2 separate regions of the Ovis aries genome follow, and region 1 is linked to region 2. The links are chromatin contacts, called in public Hi-C maps. All regions are on one chromosome and are shown on one strand. Each heading gives the region's core, a stretch centred on a gene start, on an enhancer-like site or on the middle of the called end of the contact. The rest is flanking DNA. Distances are from core to core; before and after follow the strand shown. Region 1 has its middle 22 kb from the start of MVK. Region 2 has its middle 47 kb from the start of TRPV4.

What was found. A called contact is a pair of places that touch in the nucleus more often than the background predicts.
Region 1: a Hi-C map of liver shows a contact between it and region 2, with 8 times the contacts expected there. The contact joins two enhancer-like sites. A contact is called at or near these places in 4 of 16 Hi-C or Micro-C datasets (liver, mixed tissues, muscle and 1 more).

What each region holds. Positions count from the first base shown.
Region 1 is chr17:63,747,916-63,750,978 of ARS-UI_Ramb_v3.0, reverse strand. No RefSeq gene overlaps it. Among named protein-coding and RNA genes, the nearest start is that of MVK, 22 kb to the left of the region's middle. Within about 2 kb of position 1,393, at least 6 of the 54 cell types and tissues checked have an H3K27ac peak or open chromatin away from gene starts, as enhancers often do.
Region 2 is chr17:63,597,204-63,600,116 of ARS-UI_Ramb_v3.0, reverse strand. No RefSeq gene overlaps it. Among named protein-coding and RNA genes, the nearest start is that of TRPV4, 47 kb to the right of the region's middle. Within about 2 kb of position 1,571, at least 5 of the 54 cell types and tissues checked have an H3K27ac peak or open chromatin away from gene starts, as enhancers often do.

The DNA of each region.
Region 1 (3,063 bases), core at 144-2,643, 150 kb before region 2:
TAATTGCTAGTCCCATTTTACAGATCGGGAAACTGAAGCTCAGGTCGAGTAACTCGTCCAAGGCCACACAGCTAAGCAGCATCCGAAGCAGGATTCCACGCCAGACGGTCTGACTCCAACACCAACCCCCTGCCCCTCTGTGCTTCTGCCTAAACACAGGTTTGTTGTGATTCTTGCTGTTTTCCACGCTCGGGCTCCTGATTTCCTGTGGACGCTGATGTACTTAGTCAGAGTGGACCTGGGCCTGGGTGTTTTTTGCAAGCTCCCCACACGGTTTGAATGAGCAGTCAGGGCTACATGATGCCTTCTCAGGGCTGATGCTGGTTGACAACATTCCCGCACTGCGCGAGGTGGGCCTGCGAGGAGAGTGTCCAGAGGCCGAGGCCTCAGAACCTATCTGCTCCTTGAGACCCTCCCTCTTCCTCCCTGGGGACCGGGTGTCTCTCCTGGAGCATGAGCCAACCCGTTACCCTTGCCCCACCAAAGCCTCCACCTGGCACGCCTTGGCCTGCAGCCTCGCCCGAGCCACCACCATCACTGGCCACCATATGGGCCTGGGGGCTCCCACTCCTGGCCACCTGTCTTTGATGTCACATTTGCAGGTGATTTGCATTTGTAGCCTTGCCCTTCTCGTTTTGCCTGGTGTGGCATTCTCACTCCGAGCCGCGCCTAGAAACCACCCCCAAATGCCTCCCCCGACCCCCAGCTCTTCTGATTTAACACATCTCGAAGGGCTCAATCCTGAGTGGTCTTCACAAGTTCCCAGGTGATTTTAATGTGCAGCCAGGGCTGACGTCACTGAACTAGATGTTGCTTAAAGTCATCCCTGCTAAGAGCTCACCTCTACCTGGGCCCCCATTTCGCTCTGCCAGCCACTTGCCCCTTGACCTCTACTCTCAAGGCTGCGGGCTCCCCATCGGGAAGATGGAAATAATAGTAACGCCCACCTTATAGAGTTCCATGAAGATTGAATGAGAAAACGCACGTACACCCTTGGCACAGTGCCTAGCACATTGTAAGCACTCAGAAAACACTCACTATTATGATTAGTATAATTGCTGGCTGCAGCACGTGGCACACAGAACTTCTCCAACCAGGGATCAAACCTGCACCTTCCACAGTAGAAGCTAGGAGTCTTAACCACTGGACTGCCAATGCACCTTATTATAACTGTCCTGAACTGAGAAACAAGGGTGTCTCTCAGGGTCCAGAATTTCTGAATGGTGCACAGAGCTAATTAGAAGCGCCCAGTCCTGTTGATTCAAACCCCCTAGGTGGATACCGCCAGGATTGCTGTTTGGGAAACACAAGAGAATGACAACTGGCTTTCCAGCCTCCTGGCTTCCTCCTCAAAGACGCGGTGGCACAGCCCCGCACCCTGTCCGCCAGCCCGAGGACAGCAGTTTCTCAAGTCAGCATCTGGAGCAGCTCCCAGCCTCTGCAGCCGGTTTAACACCCACCCTCACAGCCTGAAGTTCTCAGGAAATTTCCCCACTCTGGCAGAGGTCTCGCCTTGGGAGACGGGCAGCAGACACTGTGATCCCTGCTGACAGAGGAGCTGCTGCCATCGCCCTCTGTTCTTCCTGTCAGTGAGGATCATCTTCTCTCCGAGACGGGCTCCTGCGGACCACTGCCAGCCCGGCGAGTTAGGCGGCGCTGGCCGCCGCCCTGCCCGGCTGAGTGGCCTTGGCCCCGCCCCTTTCCCTCTCAAGGTCCCTCTTTTCATCCTTGTTCTCTGGCCAAAGCTTTTTCTTTTTTAAAAAAAAGAAAGCTAGCACACACCCCCTTCTGCAGCGCTGCCTGCCTTTCCAGCTCATTTTGGACAACTCCTGGGCTGTCTCTTAGCACCTACTTTGTGCCAGGCTCAATCATCAGCTTAGGTGAGGAAGGTGAGCCCCAGAGGGGCACAGCAACATGCTTATGATACGCTTTCATCGCCAATGCCCAGAGCATAGGCACATTTCCTCCTAATTGTCTCCCAAATGTCCAGAATCCTGTCCAGGACCATGCATCTGACTGTTACAGCCCTGAATTCTCTCTTAAGCTAGCACCGCTGTCCTGCACACACACAGACACACAGACACACACACAGACACACACAGACACAGACACACAGACACACACACCCCTTTTCTCTTCATTATGTGCCTTACATGGCTGGCCATCCTGCAGAATGTCCCATCTTCTGCACTGGTCATTGCGAGTTACACCCCTCCCTGTGGCTCTGTCAGCTCCCAAGTGGCCAGAAGCAGCCATCCCTAGCATCTGCTCCGTGCCTACCACTTGAGGTGACTTCTCCCTGTGAATCCCCTCAGGGAGAGGAGACAGGGAGGTTCTCATCCATTGATGAGTAAACTGAGGCCCAGGAGAGGGAAATGAGTTGCCTGAGGTCCCGAGGCAAGCAAGTGGCAGAGTGGAAGTTGAACCCAGGTCTGCGTGAGCCCCGAGCCCTGCTCTTAGCTGCTGTGGTGGACTGTTTCTCGGGAGGTGACCCTCCCCAAGTCCCCCTCCAGTCCCTGCTCCGCTGTCATGAGTTGTCACACCTGCCCCAGAAACGCCGGTTCAGCCCACCCCGCCAGCCCCCTTGGCCCTCCGTGCTGCACACACACCTTGGACCCCACCCCACCCCCACCCGTGGTCCTGCCAACACTGCCTCCTGGGCCACCCCCACCTCCCTCCAAGCAGCGGGAAGGGATGGGGAGGCCCAAACGCATGCATTCGCCCACCCTCGTGGGCTCACCGAGGGGGCAGCTGCCTAATCACATACACAGGGGAAGAGACGGGAACTGGGCCTCTTTGGCAGGCTGCTCTGCCAAACCCCCCTGGCACGGGAGATTAACTGGGTCTGTTCTCGCCCAATGTTTTAAATCTGATAGGGAAAACATCCATTTCAACGCATTTGCATCGTGCATTGGCTGAGGAGGTGTCCCCCCGCGGATGCTTTCCTGGGATGAGGGCATCCTCCCTGCCCAGAGAGAATGGGGCTGCCCTCCTCCCCATGGCTGCCCAGGGCTGTCGGCGGATTCTGGCCCCTGAGCTTCTGGACACTATTCATCCAGCAGA
Region 2 (2,913 bases), core at 322-2,821:
GGCATTGCAGCACCCAGGGCTATCCAGCCTCTGGAGGGAGCAGGCCCTGGGTACAAATCCTACCATAGGTACTTTAAGTGACCCAGAACCAGTCCATCCCCAAAGAGGGCAACGCCAGAACCAGGGATGGGATTCAAGGAGACCACAGTGTGGGCACTTGGGAGAGGGGCGGGGCAGAGCAGGCTCAGCGCTGAGGGCGGCAACCCATGGTCTGGCTGTCCCCAGAGCTACCGCTGCGGCCACCTCCACACCAATGCTAGGTAGCCCGGGTCCCCAGGTCCTGGGCCCACCAGCAGGTCCGCCAGGCAAGGGGACAGAGACTGCAGCCACCCTCCAGGCCAGGTCCCTCACATGCAGGGTGAGGACCTGTCCCCTATCAGTGGAAAACCTCCTGACCCCTCTGCAGGGCAAGTGAAGAGGCAAGCAGGTGGGGCCACGGAGCACAGCCAGTCGGGGCCTGACCTCAGGACCCAGCTCCATCCTAGCACCAGCTCCCTGGGTACCTTGTCCGGGTTTCTTCTCCCTGGGAGCTGAGGGAGCTGAGCTCAAAGGGCTCTCCAGCCTCTTTAAAACCAGATAGAGGAGCAGTGCAGGTGTTTACGATATTATCATCACTACAATTGCAGCCCGGTTAGTGCAGGCACACAGGCCCCAAGGCTCAGTGCTAAGTAGTAGGTAGGTCTCGCCACAGTTCAGGTGTACGTGGTATACCTGAGGCCAGCAAGACCAGAGAAGGGCGATCACTTTGCCTAAGTTCACACAGTTCAGGATGGGGCTCAGAGAAGGGGTGGGCGGGGGCAGAACACCGGCTTTCTGATTCAGAATCGAAGCTCTTAACTGCTATGCAGAGACTAAAACCACCACCGATCCCTGCACACGGCCTGTCTGGCTCCAGAACGCAGATTCAGCATTGGTTCCCACACCCTGCGCTGCTGGGACCTCCTGTGGTGATGGAGGCAGAGAGGAGCCGCCTGCTCCCCCTCCAGAGCTGCCTGCCTTCCCTTTATAAAGACATTAGAAGCTTCTCCCTCTCTGAGTATCTGGGGTTCATCCCTAGTTAGAGCTGAGCTGTCTAGTCTGGTAGCCATGCGCTGGAACCACGTATATTACTACCACTTCCCATCATAACAACAGTTAGATTACTCCATGTTCCAGAGGCCTCAGATGCGCGGGAGGACTTCGGCAAACCTTTAAGTGCGGGGGCGTCCATGGCAGGGACACTCACCTTCGTGGGGTGGCTCTATGTCTTCTTGTCTCATCCCAGCCTTTAGATCCCGCTCCCATTTCCATCCCCGCCTGGCCTCAGAGCAGCGACTTCGACCTCGCTCCGCAGCGCTGAGCTACACCTGGGACTCCGCGTGCCCTGCCTGCCCTGCGCCTGGGTTTCCCCTGCCTGGGTTTCCCTTACCTGCGCTGTAGCGCACATGCGCATCCCGGGAGTCTTTAAAGGGCCCACGCAGTCACTACGGGGGCCCCCCTTCGCTGGCCGTTGGAAGGTGGGGCCCAGCCACAGTGGCTGGGCAAGCCAGGGGGAACAAAAGGCTTTTTTGTTTAAATCACCACTTGCTCACCAGAGAGTGACAAGGGGAGAGGAGGAGGCAGGAGGCAGGAAAACTGGCCCGCTCCCATAGACTCCATGTGTGGCCCTGGGCCTCGGTCAGGAGTGGTGGTGGCATTTGTAGGGCTGGGACAGCATTACGTGATGTGTGACCAGGATGACGGCAAATTAGTGCTGGAAGTGGGACCTGCCACCCCCCTCCCCCCCGCCCCAGAGCAGTGGGGCCCAGGGGTTCCAGTCCTGAGGCTGCCTCCCACTGGCATGTGGCCTTTGGCAAGTGACTACCTCTCTTTGAGCCACCTGTTCTCACGTGTAAAGTGAGTCTGCTATTACAAAGCACGTACCACATGTGGCTGAACATAGGAAAAGGGTAGTCAAGTCCGAGGGGCTTCCCTGGTGGCTCAGTGGTAAAGAATCTGCTTGCAATGCAGGAGACCTGGGTTTGATCTCTGGGTTGGGAAGATCCCCTGGAAGAGGGCATGGCAACCCACTCCAGTATTCTTGCCTGGAGAATCCCATGGACAGAGGAGCCTGGCGGGCTGAAGTCCATGGGGTGGCAGAGACTCGGACACGACTGAGCAACTCAGCAGCAGCAGTCAAGTCTTCTAGGCGGCATGGAGCCTCTTCTGAAGGTGCATTATTCCTGTCATCACCAGAGGCTGATTTTCACATTGCAAAGTGGGTTTCTAGGTTAAAAGAGTTTGAGAAACCAAGGCCTGGTTCACCCTCCCTCCAGCACCTTGGAGATGTATATTAGCATATTATTTGCACATGGATTTAATATGCTAAATCACATTAGATATTAAAGGTTCTGAAAAGTCCTGCAGGGGAGATGTGCATGCGTGCGTGCTCAGTGACTTCAGTCGTGTCCGACTCTTTGCGACCCCATGGACTGTAGCCTGCCAGGCTCCTCTGACCATGGGGATTCTCCAGACAAGAATACTGGAGTGGGTCGCCATGCCCTCCTCCAGGGGATCTTCCCAAGCCAGGGATCAAACGCAGGTCTCCTCCACTGCAGGCAGATTCTTTACCATCTGAGCCACCAGAGAAGCCCAAGAATATTGGAATGGGTAGCCTATCCCTCCTCCAGAACTTTCCAACCCAAGGATCAAGCCCACATCTCTTCGGTCTCCTGCATTAGCAGGCAGGCTCTTTACAACTAGCGCCACATGGGAAGCCCGCAGGGAAGATAGCCTTCCAGATTTAGCCCAGCATTTCCCTAACTTTTTCTATCAGCCAAGTTTTTATTTGTTTCTATTAGCATCCCAAGGAACAAAAGGGACTTCAGGAAATATTGAGTCTTAATTTGTGTTACAAGTGGGAGAACTAAGTCTCCTCTCCCCACTGGGCCTGTT